Linked DNA regions of Gossypium hirsutum: all the other regions are linked to region 1. A link is a contact called in public Hi-C data. All regions are on one chromosome and are shown on one strand. Each heading gives the region's core, a stretch centred on a gene start, on an enhancer-like site or on the middle of the called end of the contact. The rest is flanking DNA. Distances are from core to core; before and after follow the strand shown.

Region 1 (4,547 bases), core at 510-3,009:
TCGATTTTTTTCTTCGAGATCAAGCCTAGAAGTGAAGTCATTCTTCCATCAAAGATCAAGACTAGAATGCTTTTGGATCAAAGCTCTCGTTAGCCTCTTTGCATCAACATAAAGGAGATAACAACTTGTTTTTAAAATAAAGTCTCGATGACCCTTGAAGCAAACTAAACCATCCAATATCAAGTTTCAAAAACTCTTCAATCCAAATTCTCTCTATAACTGTTTTCAAGATCAAGTCTCAACAAACTTTGAAGTGAACATAATTGATTCAACATCAAGTCTCAAAAGCCCTTGAATTCAATGAAGTCTAATTTTCAACCAAGTATCTCGCCAGACCTAGTTTACGGGTCAAGTCTTGATGACCCTTAAAGCAACCGTATTAATCTTAGATCAAAGTCTAGACAATTCTTGAATCAAAGCAGAGAATAATAAAAGGAGTTTTTCTTTGTAATAAATTTGTTTTTAGATATTATAACTTCTCTTCAATGTTTATAAATAAATTTGACTCCAAATTTTCCTAATCAATGTTTAACTAGAAATTTGTGTATATATTATTTTCTATTAATGAAGCTTGGTGAACTAATAAAAAATATGAGTTTATTTAATTAAAAAAAAAGTAGATTGACTTGTTTTAAACAAAAGATAATAATTTAAGATTTTTTAATATATTAATAAACCTTAAAAAAGAGGTTGAATGGAAGCTTAAATAAATTTGGAAAGAAAATAAAACTTGAATGAATAGAAAGTAAAGTAGAAAAGGCAAATCGTGAGAAGAAAAAATGGCGAGAAAAAGGAAAGGCGGGGTAAGAGTTAAGGATCGGATCGGATCCGATGATTGTTGATTTCAAGGCAAGGTTAAGGCGATCTCCAAGATTTGATATGCAGTTTTCAAAACATAAAAGAAAAGTCCGAAAGATTAGAAAAAGCTTTGTTGGTCCCCCCCACCCCCCAGATTTGTTTTCGACTCCCCCAAATCTCTCCCTTCTCTCTCTCTCTCTTGTCGTTTTGGCTACCTTTTCAACTCCATTTCTGCGTTTTTAATATTCCCTAAATCCCTTTGATCACCTCTATTTCATGTCCTTATCCTCTCATTCTTCTTTTCAATTTCTAATTTCTATTCCCTAACTAATTCCCTCTTTTCATTCTTACTTATTTACACATTCTCGTTACTCATTTTTGGTATATTCACCCATCTCACTCCATTTTTCTTCAATTATCTTTTTAGAGAAGTTAATATATACCAGCTTTATAGCATGTTGTGGGTAATTTTTTTTTTAGGTAAATCATATATTTATACAAGGTATACAGGCATTAAATAAACTATTTAAAATACCCTTAAATTATTATTTATTATTTTATAAAAATAAAAATATTTTAATAATTTTTTACTTATGTAGATTAATGACACTAACTCAATAAGTATATATAAAGAGATAAACTTTAAAATTATATATAAACTTTAATTCAAAGTACAATTTGATTCATGAACTTAAATTTGATACAATTATACATATAAAATTTTAATTTTGATTCAATCATACATATTTAAAAAAATAAATATATTAAATTATTTTTATATGTAATTTATTTAAAAATGATATAAAATCAGTATAATTTTCATGAAGACATAAAGGTTGAATGGTAGAAGAAGAGGTGATTAAAAAGAAACCAAAGTTGATTAATGGTGTATTAAGAGAATCAAAGTCATTATTGGTTTGAGAGGGTTAAAACCCAGCACGTGTAATTAAATAAATACAGAAGAATTAATAGACCAAAAAAGGGAGTGTAAAGGACAGAACACTAGGTGGGGTGGTACCTGCGAAAAACAAGCAACGAGGAAGATAAAATTTTTAATTTAAAATATTATACTTAGGGTAATTATTAATTTTGAAAAAATTGGATGTTTTTGTTATTGTTAATAAAAATCTGTGTGCACCCTTCCTAGAAATAGTAAAGATGCTGTTTGTCCAATTCCATCCGTCTTTTCAAAGCCGGTTGAAGAGGGAGAAAAGAAACGTATTTTTAAGCTGTTGTTATTTATGCCGCCGGTTCGGGAGATGTGTCGGATTTGACGGCGCCTTCCTCCATTGACCTCCGGTCAGTTTCCCTGCTCGATTCCGACCATTCACTGGCACGTCCCTCAATAATATTTCTTTTATTTTGACCAATTTATCTTATCTGTCACCACGATATTTAAACGAAATAATGGAAAGAGGCAAGTGAAAAGGGACAGGGGGCAGGGCACCGAAGTGGATTTTCGAATCCCAGCGACTATTAACCCTCTCTCCTTTTGCATTAAAATATTAGATTGCGGGGATTTCTTAGTGTGAGAAAGATTTGATTTGCGAGAGAAATTTTATATTTTAATATCCATTTTTCTTTTAAAAAACATTACACCGTATAAAATGCCAGACCATTGAACCAGGGGTGGAAGCCTTGTTTATTAAAGCCCTTCTCTTTTTTCTCTCCCTTTTTCCTTTTTTTGCATTACAGAAATCTCCCTCTTTGATTTTGTTGTCTCTGAGATGGCCAGGAACGGTGGCGTTGCTTGGATGAGGACGACGGAGAAGATAGACGGCTACGATCTTTCTACGTCTGATACCGAAGAAGTTCATGTTCTTGCCGTTGATGATAGCCTCGTTGATCGGAAAGTCATTGAACGCTTGCTCAGAATTTCCTCTTGTAAAGGTTTGTTCATCCAGATTCCCTTCTTTTTCTTCGACTTTTTTTTTTAAATTAATTAGTTTGGATTTGAATCGAATGGGGGTTTGGATTTGGATTTGTGCAGTGACGGCAGTGGATAGCGGGAGGAGAGCTTTGCAATACCTGGGATTAGATGAGGAGATTCAAAAGAAAGAAACGAATGGTTTTGATGTGAGTACTAATAATAATTGCAATTTCATCACAAAATTTCCCAGATATTGATTTTTCTGACCTCATTTGTTAGCTTTTTTTTGTGATTTTCAGGGTCTGAAGGTTGATCTGATTATTACCGATTATTGTATGCCTGGAATGACCGGCTACGAATTGCTCAAAAAGGTGAAGGAATCTTCAGCTTTTAGAGAAATCCCAGTTGTTATCATGTCATCTGAGAACGTTATAGCTCGAATCGACAGGTATTGTTTTTTTAAGTAACTTTTATGGCCTTAAATCATTGAAAAAAATTGGGTTAAAAAAAATAATGGATCTTGAAATTGTTGATAAACAGATGCTTAGAGGAAGGAGCAGAGGATTTTATAGTGAAACCAGTGAAATTATCAGATGTAAAACGCATAATAGATTACACGACCACAGAGTTAAGAGAGGGAGAACAAAGAGAAGGAGCAAGAGCAAGAAGAAGAGGAATCAACAAAAGAAAGCAAAGAGAAGGAGATGACGATCTGTCATCATCCCCACCGTCTACTTTATCATCATCAGCATCATCGTCACCATCATCCTCGATTCAATCAGCAACAGCACCGTTGTCTCCTTCAACACTGGATTCTCCCACCAGACGTCTGAAAATGACAAGCTCTGAATAGAGCAGCATATTTTACTACTAATAAAAAGGATTTCAACTTTTAGAAGACTAGACCAAACCCCTCCCTGCAATTCTCCCGTTAATATTTTTTGACGGTTTTTGTTGCGCTTTGCAAATTAATCAAAGCTCCCTTTTCTTCTTCTTTCTAAGTTTTTGTACTTTCTGTTAATTATATTTATATAATGTAACAAAATGGGATTCCAATTACTAACTCAGATTAAATTATATTTATTCTTCTTTTTTTACATATATTTGAGGCCAATTTCTTTTGGGTTTGGATTGGAATGGATGACTCTGATTAATTTATTTAATATTTTGTTATCTATTTATGATCTAAATCTCTAGGGGATTATTATTTTTTCATTAGATGAAATATTTAATGAATTAGATCTAGTAGATAAAAAAGAAGAATCAACTGACAAGAGTGAAACATTGTTTTGATACAGTGGCGAAAGATTTACAAGTCTGGCTTGACGTAAAGTTGACATTTATTTTTAATAATTATAATTATAATTTTAAGGTAACTAATATTTTTTAATATTTTAAATATAAATTTAAAGTGAAAAGACTACATTGACAAATTTGATAAACCTTTAAGGGCTCATTGTCGTATTATACCGTTTATAGTTTGAGAAAGTTCAATGTATCACATTTGTGCCAAAAGCGCCATATGAATCAAATTTATGCCAAAATATCACTTCTGTATTGCCTTTTAACATAAAATGTCCCTCATTCTGTAGGTAATCTTTTACCTATTTTGCTAAATAGTATTATTACATTTAATCTAATTCGTTATTTATTTTTTTGGGTATTTGATATAAAATGAAAAACGAAATCCCAAATCTCTTGAGACCTAAAATGAAGAAAATAAAAATAAAAATGAGGAGAAATGATAGGAGAGGGAATATTAGGAGGGGAATAATAATAATAATAATAGGGGGGGAGAGGTGTTGGAAAAGGGGAAGGAGATGTCCCCTGTAGAGGGGACTAAGTGGGAACTACCTCTCTAAGATTATGTATTTATTTT
Region 2 (4,327 bases), core at 527-3,026, 270 kb before region 1:
ATAATAAAATTATTAAAAAAATTTATATAACAATCATTTTATGTTGTCGGCTATTGATTTCACAATTTTGCCATGTTTAAACTGAAGTGTAATATTTTTGAAGCAACATAATTTTATAATGGTACATTTGTATATTTTAAAATGTGATGGATTAACATCTTAATAAATATAATTTTAATCATTTTAAATTTAATAGATTTGATTTAAATATTTCAAAATGTATTATTATGAGTTTATAAAATTAGTTCAACATTCATGTATATGTTAAAATCTTTGAGCTTTTAATAATATTGATATTATAGATATATGGAAGTTCGGCTTTGAAAACTAATAGTTAGGGGTGTAAATGAATAAAATGTTCGATGAACCACTTGTATAACGTTCGTTTACTAAGCTAAATAAATAAGTATGAACAAAATTTTTATATTTGTTTAATAAATGAGTGAATACCAACATACGTGTGTTCGGTTCGTTTATGTTCACGAATAAACTCGTTTATTGGCTCGTTTATAAGCTTGTTTATGACTCGTTTATTTATTAATGATATTTTCTTATAAAAATATTGAAATAATATCTGTGTGTATGTATTTATTTATTATATGTTTGTTTATTATTCATTAATATTGTTCGTGAACATTTTCAATTATATGTTCATGAACATGTTGTTTAATGTTCGTGAATTTTAAACAAACGAATATGAACACACATAAATTTAAATAAACGAACATGAACAAAAAATTTAAAATTTTTAACGAACACAAATTGAACATGAACAAAGGGTTGTTCGTTCAAGCTTGATTCATTTGCAGCCCTACCAATAGCAACTATACTTGAAGATTAGATTGGTTTTGATCAAACAATTATATAATTATAGGCATAATCACAATTATAAATATAAATTATAAACATTCAAAAAATTATGGGGAGGAATTCACTTATACAATGTAAAACTTAAGTTGTTTTACACCATTGATAACTTTTTTATGCTATTAATATTTTAACGATCTAATAGTTGAATTTTTTTAAAATATTTGTACTTATCATGCATGCAAAATTTTTAATCGAGTCAGTATCTACATCATATCAATCTAAAGTATTGTTTATAATAACATATATTTGATAATTGAAAGTCTTTTTTTCATAAAATAAATAGTTAAAATTTTTTAATTTATATCAAACTTGACATATATAATTTATATAACTAGAGCATGAAATATAACGGTGATTGTTAAAATATTAATCATAAAAAAATTATGAAAAAATAGAAAGCCACTTAAATTTTACTCCAATAACCGAATTATGATAAAATTAATAACCATTTTTCTTTTAAATATCGCATTTTAAGGTGAACAAAAAAGGTCCTACCGGGAGTCGAACCCAGGTCGCTGGATTCAAAGTCCAGAGTGCTAACCACTACACCATAGAACCTCCAATGCTTATAAGATATAAATCTTAATTTAAAATCAAAGTAGAGGAAATAAAAGGATTTTCAATGGGAATAAGAATAATCTGCAAGTTAGTGATCGGATGATTCTAAATCATGCAACAAGATCATTATTCACTGTTTGCAATTGAGAGAATTAGGTTCGGTAATTTATGTATTTATATAATTTTTAATAAACTAGTAATTTGTGCTATAAAAACTTCAACATCTTATGTTTTTTCATGATTTTGTTTAATTTATATATATATTTAAGTAATTTTGTGGGTACCTTTAATTATATTTGTAATTATTTTTATAATCCAATAATTTAAATAATAAAATTAAACAATTTCACTTTCTTTTTTGTATAAAAAAACAATTTCCATGTTTTTCAAAATCCCGCTTCAACGAGGAATGCAAATTATGCGCATTGCGCACCCACGTGCTCCTCGATCCCATGACACGTGCCAATGCAAGCAGATATGCGTTTGCAGACTGCAGACTGCAGACTGCAGTGCGCAGTGTGCAATCTCCATACTGCAATGGTACTGTTCAGATAAACGCATAGCCATTGAATTTTGGTTTTTGAAAATATTTATAAACCAATGACGATATAGGTTGTCTCAAATTTAAATTTAAAAAATGAATATGTTAAAATATTAACATTGCACCTAATTAATTTCCCCTCCAATTTTTCCTCCTCTTTCTTTCTCTTCTCTCTATCAAACCTCCAGCTTGGAAGTCCCATGGAGTTTCCTCTTTCTATCTTCTCTTCTCAATGCACCTGAATCTTTCCTTTTTCGCTTCTTAACCCCTAAAAAAGTCTCCTACTTTGTTGAAATGTGGTGGAGACATAAGGGAGTTAATTTCCATTCCGTTTTTGGAATTTAGTTTAAGGTTTTGGATTTCTAGGGTTTCTTACCTTAAAATAGAACAATTTTCCGGTTTAGTTTTTTGTTTGGTGGTGTCTACAGAAAAATGCCGCCACATCGATCCAAGTCGGAGAAAAACGATGGCATGGCGAAGCATCTTCGTCGAGATCCTTATGAGGTGCTTGGGGTCTTGAGAAACTCTACGGATCAGGAAATTAAGAGCGCGTACAGAAAAATGGCTCTCAAGTATGTTTAGTTTTTCTTACCTTTTTTTTTAAAAAAAATTTTAATTGTAAATTTTCGGTCTTTTTCCTTTATAAGTTTAAAGGTGTTCCTATGTTCGAATTCTTGGTGTTTTTGTTAAGAGTTTTTAGTGATTTCTTTAGGGTACATCAGGGTACACTAGTTTGAGCATATTGATAACTATGGTTAATTATAAGGTAAATTCACTTGCGTACGTGGAGTATACCAAGTATTTAGAACCGGAATTTGGATGGCATTTTCGAACCATAACTGGAGATTTATGAGTGATTGGGGTTCGGTGTGATGGTTTGCCTTCCCAATGATAGTGTGTAGGAGAGTCATTTATCAACATATAGCAATAGCTGTGGAGGACTTGGCCAAGCTTCAGATTTTTAGTGTTGGTATTTGCCAGTTAGACAACAGATTTTGCTTAGATCAGGTGTCCTATACCATGCTTGTGCAGGGATAAGCATTCGAAGCAGAATAACGCTGGCCTTTAGTGACTGGTTGGATATCCGGAATACTTGTCAAACAACAGATAAAACCATAACTAAAGTATCCAAATGATTGTTTCCAACATGTGTCCACAGAATGGTTTATTTGCCTTGATGATGCTCCTTTCCAGCAAGCAGCTATGACAAATGAAATATGTGATTTGGGACAGACAATGTATGGCATGGACTACTTTTCAGATAGTTCACGTTGGACATCTCTTGACATTAAGCATATAAAGTTCTGGTTATACACTCAAAAAACTTGCTGTATTCAGGCGGCTGTGCTATAAATGCTAATCTTAGCTCTTTCAGGTACCATCCTGATAAGAATGGAAATGATCCTGTTGCAGCTGATATGTTCAAGGAGGTTACATTTTCTTATAATATATTGTCTGATCCGGATAAAAGACGCCAGTATGACACTGCTGGTTTTGAGGTAAGCTATACATGCATCTACTTTCTGAAGAATTATTTTGCCTGATGGTTATCTCTGATTTTCTTACTGTTGCATTCAGTGATGCCAAGAGCCCAAGGCACAATCTAGGTGCTAGAACCTTTATATTGCTTGAGGTTCAAGGTGTAAAAAAAGCCCTCCTGCATGAAGTTGGGAACAACAAGTATATATGTCTGTATATTTTTGTAGCTTTGTGTATTTATAAAAAGAAAACTTAAGACATGTAATTATGATAATAAACTCTAACAAGTGGTATAAATTATCCCACAAACATGCTAGATTTTCTTTTTCTTTTATTGGCCAATATGCAGCTCATCATTCCCTTTTTTACTGGTAAAGATACAGTTAATTGAACACAATAAATGTTTAATTGTTAAAGAGAACTTCAGGCAGGCGATCCTTTTCTGCCTAGCACCTTATAAAAAGTGTTAGGTGCATTTAGCATGCACTTCATCAAAGTGTCTTTCATGGTTAAGGCACAGCACCTTAGCAACACTGGTTGCACTTGGAGGCTTTAGAGAATCCTGTTCTTCCACTTTTAAAACTGTTAAAGTTCCATCTTGCATGACCGAGCTTGATTGATAAAGCATTAAATTTAATTGATGACGTTCTTTCCTTGAATAGGCTGTTGAAGCTGATAACCAAGAATTGGAGCTAGATCTTTCAAGTTTGGGGGCTGTGAACACCATATTTGCTGCACTTTTTAGGTAACTCCTTGTCCTTATTATATGAGTTGACATGTCTTATTGTTTCATTGCCTTTATGAATGTTAGGCATTGGATAGAATTTTAACTAATTCCTATGAACAGTAAACTTGGCGTGCCAATTAAGACCACTGTGT
Region 3 (5,017 bases), core at 533-3,032, 330 kb before region 1:
GATTTTACTGAAAACGGGCTATTACACTTGAGATCCTTGAATGTGAATTAGTTTGGTGTATGAAATGTAGTGCCAATGAAGGCACATTGGTTAGGCACTTAGGTTGGATGTTTTGGTATGTTTCAAGCATGTTTTGAATGTGTTTTGAAGGCATGAAAATAGTTGATATTGATTTGACTTGATACCTAAGAAAGGGTTGAAAATTTGGCTTGTTTATGAAGTTTTTAGGCTACACATGGTCTGGGACACGAGTTGTTACATGGCTGTGTGTCACTCACAGTCTGTCCTCCTGGTCGTGTGGATGTTAATTTTTAAGTGCAGGATTTGTTTCATACAAGCATAGTGAGCCACGCGGCCTCTTGCCAAAATAGTTAACCAGTATATTAACCTAATAATACATAGCCTCACCACAACATCTTAGTTTTGGGAAGAGAGAACATCGATCAATTTATTACATTCTAACTAACACTTAATCTAACTCATCTGAATTTGCTCCAACAATATCTTAAGTTGACATACATGACTATCAAAATACTTAATAAAATAGTAACTTAATGCCCATGCTTAGCCTTTATCTATCTATAAAGATCGATCATCAAGGCTTTATGCACTTTCACAATGTCTTATATTTTATGTTGTAACGATATTAAAGATATTTTCAAACTTTAATTTTGGGATACCAACGATGTCTCATTATGTCCTCCTTGTAGAAGCAGTAATGGTTTATGTTGCTTTTATGATAAATAAAATTCTCCAATTTGTTAGGAAGAAAGCTGTAAGTTGACGAGGTTTGACTTGGATTACATGATTTTGAGGACTTTCTTTTTTGGTATAATCTTCAATAATGTCTCTTTTATTCATGGGACGACATATTGACATGGATTCGTATGAGTTAACATTTTTTTTCTTATACGAGTGTAGTATCATGATTTTTAGTATTTATTTTTTTATATAATACTTAAAATTATTAATAATTTCTCTTCAATATTTAAATAAGAGAATGATATGTTTCAACTATTCAAATCTATATCCTCTTAAATTAATAATAATACTAATATCAACTGAGTTAAAACTCAATTCACTCAAAGTTTTATATTTATGAACAAATTACTAATAAAATCTTTATATTTGGGTTTTAACATTGGTAAATGTTAAGGAAAAGACAATTATTTTAGATTTAAATTTGACCATATAAATTTGTTTTAATTTAAATTTAAATGGTATTTCACTTTTATGAATCATGCTTAAATTTATTTTAATTTATGTTTATTCTATTTTGTATTGAATTTGTTCTAATGTTAATTAGTTCTACATATATTATTTTTAATTTTTATTATATATTCGTATAATTAAAATTAAAAGTTTTACCTAAATATTTTTAAAAGTTTTTAAAAATGAAAGAAATAATTTATTTAAATAAAATATTAAATGGAGGATGGATCTGAAACGGCAATAATAAGATCCAAACATAGCGGTTCAGTAGGAACTGAAAACACGGTACATTTTATTTTTACCCAAAAATAAAATTAAAAAGAAAAAGAAAAAGAGAGAGCAGGCTCATCAGTCATGCCGACCACGTTCCAAAACATCAGAAATTTTGAAATAAAGAACAAGGAACACGTGTCGAATTCACATAGCAAGTAGGGTTTGGATCTACAAGCCCACGACGCAAAGCAAGTCGGTTGGGGAAATATACTGATAGGTCAGTGGTACTATTTGGTCCGCTGATATTTCTAAAGATTTTTATATAGTTTTTTTAATGCCTATTGTTACACTTTAAAAGGGGTGCTAATTCCGATGTTATTTCTCGCGGGAGGCACCGCTTTTTCTGATTTTTATTATACAATTTCTCATTTCTTTTCTTTTTAAAAATTTTATATATAATCAATGCGAGTTGGACTAAAGAGTGTAACGAGATTGTTGCCATGTTTTCTTTTTTTTTTCTTCTATCCAGTGTCAATGAATTTTAATATTTGAGATAAGATTTACTTAATAAATTAATTTTATTAAATAAAAAAATTTTGAAATTTTGAAATTTTTAAGTTTTAGTATGCATTTTTTTAAAGTTTATTTTGGTTTAAATATGTATATATATTATCAATTAATATGAGTTTAAGCGTGTAAAAACATATTAATCTTCTTATGAGTAATTTTAAGTATTTATATAAAAAATATATAAATAATTAAATTTATAATTGTACTTAAAAAATAATTAAACTTTAATTTAAAAATGAAACATAAATCAGTTTCAAACAAAATTTTGAAAAATGAAAATGAGCTCAAACCTTTCTACTATTTCTCACTTTTTCTTTTCAGAAGCCTTTTACTATTTAAGTACACCCTACTTCTTCTTTTTCTTTCAATAAAATTATTTTTTATTTTCAATTCTTAGCTGTATTGTTGCCACGTTCCCCTACGACTTTTCTTATTTAATTTACCTTAATTTACTTTATTTTAATTCCAATTTTCGTGATTCTCTCGTCTCTTCCCTCTTTTCTTTTTTTTCCTTCCTAATTTCTCTTTCTCCTTCTCATCTATAAAGCACACCGGACCTTTCCTCCGCTATCCTTCTTTTTTCTCTCGCCTAACTTTACTTCATTTTCTTTCTCTGTTTATATTTTACTACCTACTCCAACAGTTTCTCAACGCAGCTGTACAGTTAGAAACAAAGGTATTATACTTTCTCTCCATTACCTCTTCGCCTCTGCCTTCTTTCTTTCCCCCTCAATTTTTCATCGTTTCAAACAAGGTCTTCTCAAGATTTCCTTTATTTCTTCCTCGATCTGAATCATTTCCTTACGAAACCTAATTTTGGGAATTTAAGCTTATTTTTTTTCCTTATAATTAACATCTTTAAGCTCCGTTTGTTTTTTTCCGGCTCCGAATTGCAATTAGATCTATTTATTTTAATATTTAATTTGTTTTGCTCCTGTAGATCTACGGATCTAGAACTGATTTTATCATTATTGTAGGAATTTAATGTTAGAAATACACCGGAAGAAGGCTACGGTTGAATTTTGGTTTCTGTTCAATTAAGTTTCTGTTTTATGTTAAATAGGGATATTAATTGTTAATAATATAAAAAAAACGTCAAAGGGGAAAAGATGAAGCAGCGTGCCATCCAACAGAACGCTATTGGAAGCAGCTGTGAGGAGTTGCAGAGCTCTATTTCGGTTTCAGTTATGGTTACGGATCGGAGAGAGACTATGGTCTGCCCAAAACCACGTCGTTTGGGTCTCTTAAACGCCTCTTTCAACGACCAGCCAGTTCGGTCCCTCAGATGGCAACTTAGGTAATTTTCCCTTATTCCCTTCAACTTTTAACCTTCTCTCTCTCAAAAATAAATAAATAAACAAATTACAGCAGAGATAGAGTACTAACAAATATTTTTAATGTTTTTCAGCCATCAAACTGAGCTTTGTGATTCGAAAGCAGGGAGTGATATTTTGGATATGATTCTTACAAAGGTATGCCCATGCTTCTTTCTCCTTGTTTATTTTTAAAAATAATCTACACGTATTTAGGTGTTTATTTCTAGTTGTCTTATTCTAAGGAACAATAAATTATCATAAATTATAAAATAAAAAAAAATCTTAGCTTTGGGGCAATGGCGGAGTCTCGATGCCAGAAATGTCTTTTGCAAAGGGGGGGGGGACCATTTAAAATTTTAACCGTTAGTTTAGTGAGCCAACTAAAGAGTTTCTAGAAGAACATAGTTCTGGTTTTCCAAAGTGTTGATCTACGAGAAGATCCGTTAATCTGTTGTATACGGTTTCTCATAAAAAAAAAATTATCTGATGAATTTGGAATTTGGCAGGGTGGTTGTAGAGCAGAACAAGTAGCGTCGTCGCCCCCATTTTTTTGTGGGTCGCCGCCGAGTAGAGTAGCTAACCCATTAATACAGGATGCTCGATTTGGGGATGAGAAGATGGTCAACCCGCCGTCTCCAAATCCGCCTCCTCCTTCGTCTCCGTCATCATCTTCAAGGAAAGGAGGGTGTATTCGGGCCAATTTTGGTAACAAACCAGCAGTGAGAGTGGAGGGGTTTGATTGTTTTGCACTGGCTTAGAACCCATTTCTATCAACAAAAGAGTACATAGATAAAACAAGAGGAGCTACCAAAACAGAGAAGGGAATTTTGAAATTGTAAGTGACTGAAGAGAAAAAAGCAAAGAACCCTTTGTTAGTGTAAATATATGGATAAAGGGTTGTTTGTATGTAATGAAAAAAGAACTTGGTGTCTTGTAAGTATGTGAGAGTAAGTTGAATAGAAATAAGGAGAGAGGAGCGTAGGTTAATGTTTAGATAATGGCTTGGGTGTTTTTTCTTTGTTTTTGGGTTTTGTAAAGAGTCTCAAGTCAAGAAGGGAATTTGTTGTGTATTTAGTGGAGTGATTTAAGTAAAACACTGGAACAGTGTATATAAATCCAACTGCTGTTTGCTTATGAATCACGCCAATGTGGCTGGAAATCCTGATACGTAAAGAAGATGGAATCTCAGTATATTGTGTGTTTATCATTCAAACTCAAGGAGGGATAGGAAATGTCAAAGGTGTTTTTATTACAAAAGCTATAATCAATTCCTCGACACCCCACTCATCTGATCTGCTTTTTTCCTTTATACCAAACGACCATCATATATCGCACATGATGATGCTCTCTGTCTCTGTCATAGCATATAATTGTAGTGGGGCTCTCGCTTTTACTTCTTCCCTCTCTTTTTCAGCATCCGATTACGGAATTTGGTTTTATTATTATTAACTTTTAACAATTTTGATTTTATAACTAAACGTGAAAATGAATCCAAACTAAAATGATATTGATATAACTCAAAACATCTTTTCTCTTTTTTAATTTAATACCATTCACACTTGAAACTACTTTTTTTCTTTTAATTGTTTATGTTGGGTCCATATTTAAAGCTTCATAATTTTTTTAAAACAGCAATGTAATAAATCTGATTTAATCCGCCGAATTATCACGTGAGGTCTGGCCAGAAGGTGATAGCTTTATAACTT

The links. A called contact is a pair of places that touch in the nucleus more often than the background predicts.
Region 2: a contact with region 1 is called in a Hi-C map of leaf, with 3 times the contacts expected there. The contact joins the promoter of LOC121228189 here to the promoter of LOC107899007 in region 1. A contact is called at or near these places in 12 of 34 Hi-C or Micro-C datasets (anther, callus, hypocotyl and 1 more).
Region 3: a contact with region 1 is called in a Hi-C map of leaf, with 1.7 times the contacts expected there. The contact joins the promoter of LOC121228187 here to the promoter of LOC107899007 in region 1. A contact is called at or near these places in 7 of 34 Hi-C or Micro-C datasets (callus, hypocotyl and leaf).

Annotation. Positions count from the first base shown.
Region 1 is chrA04:80,402,130-80,406,676 of Gossypium_hirsutum_v2.1, forward strand. It overlaps LOC107899007 (two-component response regulator ARR5), which reads left to right and starts at 1,760. Exons shown (of 4, transcript XM_016824595.2): 1 at 1,760-2,688; 2 at 2,789-2,874; 3 at 2,968-3,116; 4 at 3,209-3,745. The coding sequence starts at 2,526. The coding sequence ends at 3,521.
Region 2 is chrA04:80,137,094-80,141,420 of Gossypium_hirsutum_v2.1, forward strand. LOC121228189 (chaperone protein dnaJ 16) reads left to right here and starts at 1,777. Exons shown (of 12, transcript XM_041111456.1): 1 at 1,777-2,541; 2 at 3,345-3,468; 3 at 4,111-4,193; 4 at 4,296-4,327. The coding sequence starts at 2,402. It overlaps TRNAQ-UUG (transfer RNA glutamine (anticodon UUG)), which reads right to left and starts at 1,428; the gene lies at 1,357-1,428.
Region 3 is chrA04:80,069,320-80,074,336 of Gossypium_hirsutum_v2.1, forward strand. It overlaps LOC121228187, which reads left to right and starts at 1,783. Exons shown (of 4, transcript XM_041111452.1): 1 at 1,783-2,671; 2 at 3,059-3,292; 3 at 3,404-3,467; 4 at 3,818-4,445. The coding sequence starts at 3,105. The coding sequence ends at 4,069.